Linked DNA regions of Mus musculus: region 1 is linked to region 2. The links are chromatin contacts, called in public promoter capture Hi-C maps. All regions are on one chromosome and are shown on one strand. Each heading gives the region's core, a stretch centred on a gene start, on an enhancer-like site or on the middle of the called end of the contact. The rest is flanking DNA. Distances are from core to core; before and after follow the strand shown. Region 1 holds the start of Card19 (caspase recruitment domain family, member 19). Region 2 holds the start of Rnf144b (ring finger protein 144B).

The links. Promoter capture Hi-C pulls out the DNA fragments that hold promoters and counts their contacts.
Region 1: a contact with region 2 is called in a promoter capture Hi-C map of cranial neural crest. The contact joins the promoter of Card19 here to the promoter of Rnf144b in region 2.

What each region holds. Positions count from the first base shown.
Region 1 is chr13:49,213,313-49,220,607 of GRCm38.p6, reverse strand. It overlaps Card19 (caspase recruitment domain family, member 19), which reads left to right and starts at 4,582. Exons shown (of 6, transcript NM_026738.2): 1 at 4,582-4,671. The coding sequence starts at 4,665.
Region 2 is chr13:47,188,857-47,196,609 of GRCm38.p6, reverse strand. It overlaps Rnf144b (ring finger protein 144B), which reads right to left and starts at 2,607. Exons shown (of 8, transcript NM_001170643.1): 1 at 2,490-2,607.

The sequences.
Region 1 (7,295 bases), core at 3,333-5,832, 2.0 Mb before region 2:
CTGCCTGAAAAGTCATACAATCTCCCCCAAGCTACACATGTGTCACATGGACGATCCTGGTTCCTTGTGGAGGGAAGCCACACATTATTATGACCATACCACAAGGCTCGGCGGAGCCATCTTGCATGCTGACAACCTCTTGAAGCATTTTCTGCCTCTTGCTCTGACTCAACGTCATAGCAATCATTAGCACCTACACAGAGGTGTGTCTGTGACCTCGCATTTGTGTGTGTGTGTGTGTGTGTGTGTGTGTGTGTGTGTGTGTAGAGGGGAAGGGTGGTCCTTGTGATCTGGTTCTGGCTTCAGCATTTAGGAGATATTTATTGAATAAATTAAGAGATAAATGAATGGGTGGTGTCCTCTGGCCACATGAGAATGTAGAGGATGTCCTATCTTTTGCATAAAGGCCCTCTCGAGCCACCATTGCCTGTTCATATGGTCATGTTCACCTTCAGCCATGCAGACCACCCATACCCAAGGATCATGTACCCTACCTCCAGCTTGGGGACACTTTGTCTAGCTTCATCCTCTCAGAAAGGCCCAATAGCCCTGTCATACAGTATGTGTTCTTATCTTTCTGTCCCAAACCTCAGTTATACACTGTATTGTTAATATACATTCATTAAATGACTACTGAACAAATGCTAGCCATGTGGTGTGTATAGGGAATCATCCTCAGGAGGTGACAGTGCTCTGGAGTTGGGAGCACGGTGTCATGTGAGATGGTCTCAGAGATCACACGAGGTGGTAATATCGGGGCTGAGACCAAGCCCACAGTAGAGAGGACGTTCAGTGGGGATCTCAGAGGAACAGTATGGGAAGGAAGCCCAGACGCACGAAGGCCTGGAAAAGACAGGAACCACTGGAGAAACAGGAAGGACATAACCCCCAGGTAGCAGTCCACCTTACAGTCATAGCTCCTGTGGCTGCCATGTAAAGTGCAGCTGTGGGGACAGGAGAGGAAAAGAAGCCAGTGAGGAAGTAGCTGCCACCATCCAGGTTAGAAATGAAACGGCGACCACAGAGGTGGGAAATGGGCTGGATATCTGGAAGAGAGAGCTAACAGATGAGGAAGGGGCACGGAAGGGGCTAGGTATAAGGAGGGGGTGGTGAAAAGTGGGGCTGGCTTCACTTTTCTGGTACAAATTACCCTAAAGAGAATGAGCGTCTCTGTGCAACTTTTAAAGTTTCTTGCTCTCATACAGCAGACTCTCCTCAAAATCACTCTTCCTGCCCCAGCTCTCCGAGTTCTGGGATCATGCTTATTTTCTGATATTTGTCATGGTTACAGAATGGGACTGCCAGGATGAGATCTTGACACTGACTCTTGCTTGACCAAACTTTAGTTGGGTTCCTAGGCTAACTACATCTCCTTGTTAAGTTTAGATTGAACAAACGCCCCCCTGTGTGAGATTACCACCCTCCCTCTATATAGGATGGAGTTCCTCCTCCACACTGTCTTCCTATGCGTCTGACCACCTTGGCCTGCCCTCAGCAAGACTACGGGAGGTCACCGTCTCAGCCTGCTTTCTCTGGCTGTAACTGTTTACCGCAGATGAGATAGCTGGTGTTCATGTCTGGGTAGCTTAGTTTACATATTGGGAGCATGGAGCCAGTGTCTTCAAGACATCTGACAAGGGTCTTTCTGCTGGACAGCTCAGTGGAGGACATAGTGAGAAGCAGTAAGCTTTCCTTCATTACAAAGCCATTCCTCATACCCCACTAATCCCCTAATCCATTAGTTCACAGATGGATGAATCCATTGGTGAGGGCAGAGCCTTAATCACCTCCTGTCAGTCTAACCTGGTCACACCTCATTTGTGGATTAAACCGAATGTGTTTGAGCCGTGAAACTCAAACCCTCACAGTTAGGCTAGCCAGAATCTCCCTTACACTTTGTGTGTTTGTGTGTGTGCATACTTGAGTGTGCACAAGATGTGGCTGGTGCGTGTAGAGACCAGAATTTGCAGTTCGGATTTTTATATGGGTACGGTGGATTTGAACTCAGTTCTTCAAGACTTGTGGAGCAGGCAGACTTATCTCCCCAGTCCCATCACTCTAGATGTTGCCTTCCTTTTTATTTTGTGATACAGTCTCATCTCTCCCAGCTAACCTTAAACAATGTAGCCAAGGAAAACTTTGAATTTCTCCTCTACCTGCCTCTGCCTCCTGAATACTTGGATCACAGGTTTGTGCTGCCATGACTAGTTTATTTGGTGTTGGAGTTCTATCTAACCCAGAGCTTCATATACGTTAGGCGAGCAAGTAAGCACTCCACCAACTAAGTCTCTCAGTTTTGTATCTGCCAGGCCTCCACACACCTATTCCTTGGCTATAAACCCCATACTGCTTTTACTATATTCAAAATAGAGCCAGGTTATCTTCTGAGCCTAGCTTTTATTCTTTCCCTTTACTACAATGGTCATAAGTACTGGTCCAACAGGCTGTGACTTCTGACCAGCTCAATTGTCTATGCCAGTGAAGGCTCCCAGCTGCTTTGCAGGAGGTGGGGTCCAACATCAGCTGGCCTTTCCACATTCAAATGTCAACAGGTCCTGCCAGCAGGCAAGCAGCAACCTGTGCCCCTTAGGGAAGAGGAGGAATACCCAGGGCCTATCCCTAGATCTGGGGTCTACCTTGCATCTCTTGTAGATCCTGGAGTGGACATTGGGTGTGTTTTGTAGCCCCGTGTGTCCCTGTAGCTGTCCTGTCTCAGACTAAGGTCTTCTCTCCCTGCAGGCTTGAGGTAGGGGGAAGGGGACTCCTATATGGTCTAGGATGTAGAATCTCTGTGAACTTGAGTGTTGTCCTTGGATCAAATGTTGCACAGACTCTGGAGTGCCAAGAAGCAGGTAGCCTGCAGTTGGGAGGCTACCTCAGACTGCTAAAGGGGGTGAGGGCCTCAGTTTCTCTCATGGGACCAAGTAAGGTCCTCAGGTTCAGAGGAAGATACAAAGGTGGAATGCTGGCCTTCCTGATGAGGAGTCTGGCAAGGGATGCCTAAAAATGCATGATTCAGGAAGTCCTCAGTCTCACCCCACTGCTAGAACACAGTGATGGGTGTGCAATAATTGGAGCCCTTCAGAATGGTCCCAATGGGGTCTGTGCAGGGTTCCTGCAAGATGTAGCCCTTGGATCTAGCCCAGACTGGCCCAGGCACACATGTAGGTCAGGTACATAGTACCTATACCCTGCTCTGGAACAAAGTCTGTCCATGCTGTCTGTCCCCTCTGCAGGCACAGATTAGTGCTGAGGACAGCTGCCTGCTGACTCTGCATTTGCCTGGCCGGTGGGGAACCTGAGCAAACCTCGCTTTCTGCAGTTTTTAGCAAGGGGCAGGAATGTATTGATCAATACCACTGGGTCCAAGAGTTTGGAGCTCTAAGTGACCTTGTAAGTCAATCTCCAGATTCCTTTCGAGCCTCTCACTCCCAAGATGAGAGGTTGCAGCACTGGGGAGGACAGAGACAGACACGGAGGGCTCAGGGACCCAGGGGGTTCCTGGACTGTCCGGGAAGTGCATCCAGACCTGGGGCCTCCATTCCTGGTCTTGGTCCTGGTCTGGTTCCAATATCTCAAGTTACAGCTCTAAAGTGTGCCAGACTAGCCGCACCAGCGGAGAAGCAAAATCTGGTGCCTGCTGCCATTGCTGGCTGTGAGGGTCCTGCCTCCCCGACCCTCGCAGATCTCCATTTCCTAGCTGGGCCTGGGCTTGGGGCCTTCCTGTGGTTGGTACCAGAGCTTGAAGAGCCAGGCCTATGTACAACAGAAGGGAAACAAGTTGGGAGGCAGAAAGATTTATCACCTGAGGCCACACATTTTACAGTTAGGAAAATTGAGGCTCGGTCAGACTACATGACTTCCTTAACTAGGCGGCAATGCCAGCCATTTGTCCTCTGTGTAAATGGGGGACTTGGTAGAACGAGGACCCACTAAGTTCTCTGTTAAGTCTCAATTCATCACTGTCCGGTCGAGGCCCTGTGGACTTCCGTTCGGTCCCTGGTTGCCAATGAACTCCCACCAGCCTTTTATGCCAGACTTGACCTCCTATGTGACCTTGGGTAATTCTCGTCTCTTTTAAGACTCGGTTTCTTCATCCAGGAGATGGGAGTGGGGTGGCCAGAGCGTAGCAGCAGAAAATTGAACTGAGAAGTTCACAATAACCTCCTAACCTCCGCAAAAAGCAGGCACAAGACCGGGAGGAGGGGCAGGGCATAGGCGAAGGGACGCCGACCCGGGTAGCTATTGGAGAGGCTGTGAATGGGGCGAGCCTTGAGCCGGGACGTGGCTTGAGTTCTCTGGTCCAGACAAGGACTTGGGTACTGAGTTTCTCCGCTAGGTCACTTATGCTAGCTGGAGCGGGACTCCCGGCGTCGCTACAGGAGAAGCTCCTCAGGGGCCGAGCTCTCTGCTGCGCGTAGTATAGAGTTAGGGAAGTTGTTTAGAGCCCGAGCCGCCCCACGGCTGACGCGTCTCCAGTGCGAAGTACAGAAAGGGGCGTGGCTAATCGGAGGGAGGGGCTTGGGGGCTAAGATGTCGTCGCTGGGCGGGACCTATAGGGAAGAGGCGGGGCTTAGGGCCAGGCCTGCGGGCGGCGGTCACCGGAGCCCTCGCGCCGGGCGGCGGACAGCCGAGGACGACGGGGCGGCGCCGTGTCCTCCGCCATGACAGGTGGGCGCGGGTCCAGGAGGGCGACGGGAGCCGTGTGACCTTGGCGTCAGCTGGCGCCGGCGACGCGGGCGTAAGAGGCGCGCGGCGGCGGGGTGTCCCGGGCTCTGCGCGACGGGCCGGGGGCGCCAGGGGTCTCGGGTGCTGAGTGGGGGGCCGTCGCGGGTCGAGGAGGAAGAGCAGCAGGTGAGCGCTCTCCCGGTGCACTGCACCGGCTGCGCCTGCGGAACGGGCGGTGTCCCGGGACGGGATGGATCTGAGAGAGGGAAATGGTGCTCCTCGCCAGTCTGCTGAGACTTTAGAGCGCCGCTTGCACACAACCCCCTTGGAGGCGGGACCGGCGCTGCAAACCTGGGTAGCTTGTAGTACCAGGGAGACGCCCGTGTTTCCCGCTCTAGATGGGTCTAGAGAATTCGGACCCAACAACTGGATCCCTCTTCTCCAGGATGGCTTGGTTGCCCCAGCCCAACCCTTTTGCTCTGGGGACTCACCCACTTTATTCCTGATCCCAGAGGGACACAGTGACATTGCTGTGCTAAGTTCTCTCGGTAAAAGATCCGATGAGAGGATGAGTCAGCGAGGGACCCCTGCTGCCTTAGAGCCTAGGGAACGTGATAGCTACCAGATGCACTTTTTTTCTGGGAGTCTCTTGTACTTCATATGGCAGAGTTCACCTGGGATAGCCCAGAGAGATGAGGTAACCCCAGAAATCCCAGGGGTCTCTAAACTGGAGTCAGCGTTGGGCATGCACAAAAATAAGACCTCATAGGTTGCAACCTGGTGACTTCTAGAACAGGTTAGAGGAGACCCCATCTTCCAGGCCCTTCTTGTTTGGAGCTGCAATTTCTGAGCATTATGTGTAGAGCCCCTAATATACACTCTTGTTCAGAATAGCCATTTGGGGGCAGAAGGAATATTCTCATGTCTGTGTAGGAATGGGAAGATAAAATCTCAGGTTGGGTAAGTGCCCCCAGACCACCCTGCTGGTCAGTGGTAGGAGCAGAATGGGAGCCTTGGCCTCAGCCTCTGGTTTCCCAGATCCTCTAGTAAGTTCATCAGGATGTGTGGGACAGATCTCGCCTGTGCTGGCCTCCAAGGGCCCATTGTAGAGACAGGATACCCATGGAAAATGAGACATCCCACCTCCAGGAGAACAGGTAGTTGTGGGGGTGGAGAACTTTTAGCTGGAAGGACACAGGCAGGCCTTGATTGTGGCAATAATACGCTTTCCTCTCTGCAGTCTACTTGCTGGCGCTTTGACACTTCTAAGCATCCCACCTTTTTCTAGTGGGAGATGGAGACTGAAAAGCAGAAGTCTGAGAGGGTTGGATGGGCAGCCCTGGGGCGACAGATCCCTTGTTCATTCTTGGCTCAGTGCCCTGGTGCACCAGCTGAGGGTCTGCCATACACATTAGTCTTTGTTGCCTCTGAGTGTGAGTGTGAGTGTGTGTGTGTGTGTGTGTGTGTGAGAGAGAGAGAGAGAGAGAGAGAGAGAGAGAAAGTGTGTGTGTTTGGTGGTGATAGATACTGAGAGTTGTGTCTTCACAGAATAGGCAGTATAGTATGGAGCGAGTGATCTAAGCCAAACCAAGTACTATGACAAGAACTTATGGGAGTGGTTCAGAGGGGAGTCGATGCTCAAGTTCTGGACCCCAGGAGAATTGTGAATTCTTGGAAGGGGGCTAAATAAACTGGGCATAAATCAATCACATCTTCCCAGCCTGCTGCATGGGTCCTGGCTCTAGTGAGCTGCAGACAGAAGGCTCTGGGACCCTAGGAGCAGAGTAAGGGCAGGTGGGACCAGCTGCTTCAGGGTCCCAAATGCCAGAGTGAGGACTTAGGTCTGGGCTGCTGAAGTTGAAGATGAGGTGACAGAGCCAAGTTTCTGGTACGAGCTGGCAGGGAGGGAAGTTACAGGGAAAGGCTCATGGATTCTGCACAGAATGATCTCTTCTTTATCTAGTAAAGGCATTCCTGGCCTTGTTTACCGGAGCCTGGTATCCAGGCAGAGCCTTGCCCGAGTCTCCATTATACCCAGTGGCTGCCTCTATGTGGTTGCATGAACAGCTTATAAAAGCCACAGGAAGCACAGGAAGTACACTGCCCTAAAGCTGCTGCTGGCTTAGCCCTGGGCTGGGCCACCCAAGGCAGGTGACTCAGGGCTCCTGTGACTCATGGCTTGTGGGCAGCAGAGGTCCATCTTGGCTAGTGGCACTCAGGGTAGGAGGAGGCCGCTATGAGGCACTGGCCACTATCCACCAGCAGATCTCGCCTTGCCTTTGGACCTTGGACTGGAGCCCACTCAGAATTCTTCAGTAAATGCCTACTGTGTGTGCATCCTTGTACACCCTGGCACGATGTGGAGTGAGACAGCCTTGGCCTGCTCCTGTCTGGAAGAGAGCAGACCCCAGAATTCTCGGTGATTCATATGTAAATGACAGAAGGAGAATGTCAACTGGCAGCCCCAGCTTGGCTGTTACCTCCAGGCTGATGGCAGGCTTATAACCTTAGTGTGCCTTCATTTTCCTCTCTGAAAGTGGGGCAGTTGCAGAGCCGGTAGGAGGATGGAGGTTTAGGTAGGTATAAATAGAACCACAAAATGTCTGCCCTGTGGACTGTTCTGTGAG
Region 2 (7,753 bases), core at 1,358-3,857:
GAGTCATTGACAATAGACAAATTTTATGACTATATATTAAAGGCTTGGTTCTCATTCATATTCACTCCTAATAAATCAAAAGCAAAGCCATTGGTAACTTAGCATAACTAGGGAGTGTCTATAAGTTCAGGCAGAAATCTCTGGAAGAAAAGTCTATGGACTGAGGGGCAGCAGCATCAGAGAGCCACTCCTTGAATTGCCAGGCATGACTTTGCATGGTAGCCTGGTCCCGTCCCCACATCCAGGATGATCAGTTCCATAGAGCAGGGTCAGTCCCCTGAACGGTTCGGACTTTGCTCTTGCACCATCCTCTGAGGGCAGGTGATTCCTGACAGCTGCCTCAACTGGTGATATCAAATACCAAGAATCCCACCTAAGGGGAGCGCGATGCCACACCAAAAAGAGCCAGGGGAGGCGCAGAAGGCTAGACTAGCATCAACTTCGGAGAAACAATTCCCAGTGTGTCTAAATGATCCCAGGCTTCTGGAATATTGAAACAATTTTTCCAGAAAGAAATTTCAAATGCACAATTTTTTTTTTGGTCCTGATTAAAAGTATTCACACTGTTGAAAACAAAGATATTTTCCAGGAGGCTAAATAAATCATCTTGCTGGGTAGATAAAGTTTTTTCATTCTTTCTTTTTTTTTCTTTCTAGAGAGAGCATACTTTCCATTTTGCTTGTACAATTTGGCCAAAATAAATAAATAAATAAACAAACTGGGTTCATAATCTAAGATCCTAAAACTGATGATTTAAAGACATGTCTTACACTGACCTAGTTTAGAAATCTGGATGGAAAAAAAAAAAAAAAAAAAAAAAAAAAAACCCTGCCAGTGCACTGGGACCATTCATGAGAATGGGGCTTTTGAACGCTGAGAATATTCGTCGGGGCTCAGCACAAAGATATTTGGCATCCATGACTGTAAATATTTGTAAAACCCTGGGTAAATGGTCAGTGTTTGACCACACTCAAGCCTGCCTTCCAGCGCCATAGTGGAGGCTGGAGTTATCTAGGGGGATGGCCCAGGAGATGTTAGCTTAGGTTTTCTCTTACTGTTTATTTTCAATTAAAAAAAAAAATCCAAGCACTTGGATTCTGTGACTTGACATCTTTTTCCCGTTCCCTGCGCACGTTAATCTTGCGGTTCTTCATTCTGGATGAGTGAAGGCTCTTAGAAGGTACTTCAGAAACAGAACTAACTCATTCCCCACCTCCCACCCTTCCCTCCTCCCTCCCTTTCTCCCTCCTTCCACTACTTCCAACTTGATGCCCACTGCAAAGCAGAAAATGCTAACCGCGGTGCCCAAGGGCAGGCTGTGGGGTGGAGAAACTGGTAGCTTTGCACTTCATTACACAGCTATCTCCAAGTGGGTTTGTGGGTCTGCTTTAGATTTCTTTCCCTTTTTTTTCTCCCTCTCTTTCAGTTCAAGGTAGTTTCGGAAACACTTAAGGGTATGATGCCCATGAGGAAAAGGAGTGAGGTTTACAAAGAGCCAGTGAGGAGGAGGAGGGACCCAGCGAGGGATCATCTGTGAATGGAAGCAGAGAGCTAGAGACTCACCTCAGGGGAAGCTGCGGCAGATACTTTAACTGCCAACAGCCCCGTGAAGGCTGGCTGGGCTCCTTTTGCCTCTTGCCCACACCCTAAAAACTGAGTCATCTCAAAGTTCATTTATTTTGCTTCTGGGCAGAGACACCCCTCAGCCGCTGCTTCAGAAATGCTGAGGACCATGTCCTTCAGGCCATACCTCCTGCGCTAAAACCGACAGAAGTGCCTAGCCAGAAGCCCCGTGGTAAGGGTTCCAGCTCGGGTTTTGATAAGGTCGCTGGGGCTGAAAGTGCGAAGAAAGAAACCAGTGGAAACATACAGAGAACTGTCTTCTGAGAATTCGGCAAGGGGTGTGTGTGTAAGATTAACAGCAGAATCCCCGGAAAGGGCCCTGGGAGGAGCTCGCCAAGATACCCTTCCTGGGTGAAAAAACGGGATCAGTTTCATTCTAACATCAACTTGAAAACAGGGCAGAGCCTCTCTCTCTCTTATCAGCAATTACCTGATAAAAAATAATCACCATAACGTATAGCCCAGAATCCACGGTTAACGTAACGTATTATTCATAGCTTTGTGTGTCAACATACTACTGTGCATTTCCAAATAACAGAAGGTAGACAGCCAACTGTCTCTCCCGGAGACACACCAGAGGACTGATCCGATATGCAGTTTATGATAAGGTCTATAGAGATCACTCTATTAGAAAGTAAACTGATTTGTTTCGACCTTTTCAAAAGCACTTATTTTAAAAATAAATAAAGTTAACAGGTGTTTGAAGCATTGGAATGCATGCAGTTCTGCATGGCTTAAGCCCTGGAAATAGAATTTAGCCATAACCACCGGGTAGCCTCGGTCCCGTCCCTCTCCGTATTTTAGCTAGCAGCCTTCTTGGCTTGCAGCGCCTGTATCCTGCGCACTAGCACCCCTTCTAGACCTACCTGGCTGGAGCTGAAGTCCTCAGGCTGCTTGGCGTCTCTCTAGCAGGTCCAGCCTGGGCCAGCCGGGGCAGCGGGCACACCGCGGAGGAAGGGCTCTCTCATTCTCTTCCCTCTCCCTGAGTGCTCCGCCCGGCTGACAGCTTTACACTTTTGCAGGATTGCCACAGGACTCCACGCCCAGACCTACAGCTCGGGAAGAGGAGGAGTCCCTCTCCGCCTCCTTGTCTTGACAGGCAGGAACCTTGCAGAACCAGCCAGCAGCTCGGGGCGCGCAGCAGCCAGAGCGTTTATTTATACAGGAAGCTCGGCGCCGCACTTCCTACTTCCCATCTGGGTCGCACTTCGACTGCAGGTGATGGCCTTAACCCTGTCCGATCCCATGCAGGCAGAGCGCAGAGCAGTGGCTCTCAGGTCGGGGACCTGGCGTTGCCCCAGGAATCCTGCGCCGGGTGTGAGCAGCACCCCCCACTGCGCTTCCTCCTGCTCACCCGCAAGCTTCACCTTGCTTGGCCTGCAGCTCTTGCAGTCTCTGTGTGTCTTCACAGGCCACCTTTCCTCTTCTTCTTTTAACAGCCCTTGACTTGCCTGCTCACCTCCCTCAAACCCTTCCTACCCCCACCACCATCACCCTCCGCGCGACCCACCTCAACTCAAGTGTGTACTTTAGCTGTCCAAGTGCATCTGATGTGGGCAAATCAAGTTAGAAGCCTTAGTATACTTACAGTGATTTCACTTCAAGTGCTTTGTCAATAAAAGACGTGAGAAGCACATGTAAGGTAACTAGTTATATTTTCACTTAATGGAAATCCAACAGCTATTCCAGAAAACAGGAGTAGCAAGCCGCCATGACAGCGGATGCTTAATTATTACTGTGTTTTTAATAAATGGCAAACCCTCACTCTCACTGCCAGCCCCTACAGGTCACAAGAACAAGCCCAAACCTGTTGAACATTGCAGTTTTGAAAGATCTCTGGCACAGGGATTTTTCTGTGGGCTTTCTGCAACCTTCCTTTCCTTTAGCAGCTAAGGTCAGGATGTACTTCCTGAAGGGAATGGGGCTCACAGATGCTTCCTGGGACAGGTAAACGGGTGCTGTAAGGAAGCAGTCCACCTCTCAGCTGCTGGGAAAGCCCAGTTCAGAACACCGTGCGCATGCGCATGCCCCTATATGTAAAGCTAGAGGGGAAGAGAGGGACTGCAGACAGTAGAATACACAATAGGGACCTAAAGGTCTGAGTGGTACTTGCCTTTAATCCCAGCACTCAGGGAGGCAGATCTCTGAATTCGAGGCCAACCTGATCTACAGGGTGAATTCTAAGACAGCCAGGGCTACACAAAGAAAGCCTATCTTGAAAAACAAAACACAAAAAAAGGAACCTAAAATCATACAACCAGAAGACATTTGAGCTTGCAAAGTCCTAGTTATTTTAACCCAAACAAATGAGTTTAAAGAGGGTATTTAGGGGCTGGGCGAGACCACACCTGTGATAGGATCAAAATTGGTTTAGTGAGAAAAATATGTATTAGCAAAAAGTGAGGAGGATGAAGAGCTAACTTCAGATTGAATGGGACTTAGGGTCCCAAGTAACCTACCCCCCAGAAAGATTCTTGGTGCTGTAACCATTCCTGATGGAGGAGAGACAGGGAAGATAAACAGAGCGCCTCCTAACAGACCAGCTCATGCCTCAGTGTTGATACCAATCTTCTGAGCCTCAAGCCAAAGTTCAACACAGAGTCCACTTTTTACATCACCCTGCAATTAAGGTGTGGGCTCTTATCAGCCGGATAAGGGGAGAAGCCACAGCCAATATGAAAGAAAATACAGGCCAGGCACAATCATGCTGCTTTTTGGACACAGAGAACTGAACCACATCAAAGTGGATGTAAATTTATAAAAAAGAAAGAAAGAAAGAAAGAAAGAAAGAAAGAAAGAAAGAAAGAAAGAAAGAGAGAGAGAGAGAGAGAGAGAAAAAAGAAAAGAAAAGAAAAGAAAAGAAAAGAAAAGAAAAGAAAAAGAAAAAGAAAAAGAAAAAGAGAGAAAGAAGCCGGGTGGTGGAGCACGCCTTTAATCCCAGCACTCAGGAGGCAAAGGCAGGCAGATTTCTGAGTTTGAGGCCAGCCTGGTCTACAAAGTGAGTTCCAGGACAGCCAGGGCTATAAAGAGAAACCCTGTCTCAACAAACCAAAAGAGAGAGAGAGAGAGAAAGAGAGAGAGAGAGAGAGAGAGAGAGAGAGAGAGAGAGAGAGAGAGAGAGAGAGAAGGAAGGAAGGAAATAAAGAGAGAAAGAAAAAAAATGCAGTCAAGATTCAATGCTAAATAAGCTGAAAGTTATACCAATAGGCAAGTGACTCTTTCAGATTGGCCTAAGGAGTCTACAGATGGATATTCAGACCCTCCAGTATCTATTGATCTCTCTGACAGGCTGCCTAGGGGCTAGGAAGATAAGGCTGAGCCAGAGCTCTCAACCCCAGGGGAGAGTGGGACAATCAAACCCTTTAGTAGGACACTGAGACCATATGCCATTCTTGAAGACCAGGTGCTGTGGTAACACAGGGAAAAGTCAGCTCACCAAAGGAAGGAAGGCAAGACAATCAAGGAGTATTTATTTTGGATCATGGTTTCAATCTGGGTCTTCAAGCATCTTAGAAGGGGATCATGGAGAGGGCTGAGCCAGGCAGGGTGATGGCTAAGGACATGGCCTTAGACATAGACTTGAGATTTTAGAGATGCTTCTGTAAGGTAGACGGAGCTGCTGTGTTTAGGACTCAAAGGAAAGCTAAGGTGCAAATGGAAAAGAGACTTCAGAAACAGAATTGATGGAATTCGGCATCTATTTGGATGCAAGGCATGAGAGGCAGCAGGGATCAGGCTGCTGGTGTAGCTGGGGGTTAAGAGGAGAAGTGGAAGCTTCAGTCCCGCAGAATCTCACAATCCTCTAGGCTGAGAACAAGGAACATCTAGTAGGACTGACTGAGTAGAAAGCCGCTCAGGAACTGTGCTCATTGAGGCAGTCGCTACAGCTGAAATTACCATCCATAGAGATGGCTCAGTCAGTTTGAATGCTCTTCCAGAGGTCCTGCGTTCAATTTCCAGCAACCACGTGGTGATTCACAACCATCTGTAATGGGATCTGATGCCCTCTTCTGGTGTGTCTGAAGACAGATACAGTGTACTTATAGACATACAATAAAAAGAAGAAGAAGAAGAAGAAGAAGAAGAAGAAGAAGAAGAAGAAGAAGAAGAAGAAGAAGAAGAAGAAGAAGAAGGAAGAAGAAGAAGAAGAAGAAGAAGAAGAAGAAGAAGAAGAAGAAGAAGGAAGAAGAAGAAGAAGAAGAAGAAGGAAGAAGAAGAAGAAGAAGAAGAAGAAGAAGAAGAAGAAGAAGAAGAAGAAGAAGAAGAAGAAGAAGAAGAAGAAGAAGACAATTACGTAGCATCCTATAAGGGTAACATGGTTGACCCCCACAAACTCTTAATAGTCACATGACCTCTCAGTAACTTATTTATTTAACATAATCCGGTCAAGCTCAGCCTTTTCATCGAATAATAAGAAAGGATGACAGGCTGGCGAGATAGTTCAGTGGTTAAGAGCACTGGCTGCTCTTCTAGAGGACCAGGGCTCAATTTCCAGCAACCACATGGCAGCTCACAGCTATCAATTCCAGTCCCGAGGGGATCCAATGCTCTCTTCTGGCTTCCAAGGGTGCTGCCTGCAATATCATGCATGGGCAAATATGCAGACAGAGCACTCACACATGTAAAATTATGTCCTTAAAGTTTGGTATACAGTGTGTGTAGGTTGTTGTGTAAGAGAGTAAGAGGTCTCTGAAGTTGCTCTGCCAGTGCCCGGTGAGACAGAAGCTCTTGTGCTTGCCAGCTCCTAGGAAGCAGAACAGAATGTGAGCCTCTGGGATGGGGCCGCGCTGGGCTGTACACTATGGTCCTGGCCCGGGTATAAAATAGGAACCAAGTCAATGATACATACCAAGAAGGGAAGCGAAAGGGGGAAGGAAGGAGAGGGGCCAGAAAAAGAACCCAGAGATACGTTACCAGGTAGGAAGAAGGAAGCCCTCATACAGCCTGAGCAACAAGAGCCTCTCTTAGCCTCGGAAAATAAATAGCCCACTGATATGTTTCAGAAGCCAATCTAAACACTATAATCTAGAAGGTATTTTTATCTTCCCGAGTGAGAACATGGTCTATAAATTGCTCACCAGTCTAATCCTACTGAACATCGTAATAAAGGGTCCTGTCCTGTTTTGAGTTTCAGATCTTCTCAAAGAAAAGCCACATCAAAATCCTGATTACTGATACTTAATCATTAATCATAGAAAAGTGATACCCAACTAAAGCCAAAGCAAATTTGAAGTTTTCAAACCAGACGTGGGGGCCATATACTTCTAATGGCAGCACTTAGGCGGCTGAGGCAGGAGAAATGCCATATGATTGACACCAGCCTGGGCTACGTGGTAATAATACCCCTATATTAAAGGAGGGGAAAAAAACTAAAAAAGGAAAACCAGGAAAGTTTTCCCCAAATCTGAGACTAATAAATTGAATAGAACTTATCAGTTCACGTATGTATAGAGCAATAATACATATTATATAATGGGCAATGTTATAAAACCACTGTAGTCTGACATAAGGACAGGATGTGTTATCAAGATGGCTCAGCAATACAGGTACTTGTTGCCTAGCCTGAGTTTGATCCCTGGAACTTACATGTCGAAAGTGAGAGCTTTGACCCCTAAAAGGTGTCTTCTACATCCATTTCCTCCCCCACATAGACTCAGTATTTATCTTTTTTATTTAAATTGGGTTTTGGTAAGCATGGTGGTAGCCATCCATAAACTCACATGGCTGAGGTGAGTCCATCAAGAGTTCAAAGCCAGCTTGGGCTACATGGCAATCGAGACCTTTTCTCAAGATGAAAATTAATTTTCACAGTAAGCTTTTGAGTCCAACCTAATTTAATTCACAACTTTCCTAACCATTCTACTTTGGAACCATAAATTAGATAAACATAAACTTTTCAGAGTAATAGATTAAGTCAATGTTTATGTGACGCATTTGGTGCACTGGTATAAAGCAGAAAGCATTTAACTGCACAAAGCCCTTTTCTGATGCCGGAGCCAGCTAAATGGCTGTCATTTCGTTCCATACATGTGAAAAGAAAGCATCGCATTCAAAATGGGCAAAATCGATTTAGAAAGTCGCTTGCTGTCACTGAAGAGTCACACCTCACAGCATGAAACATAGCCACAGG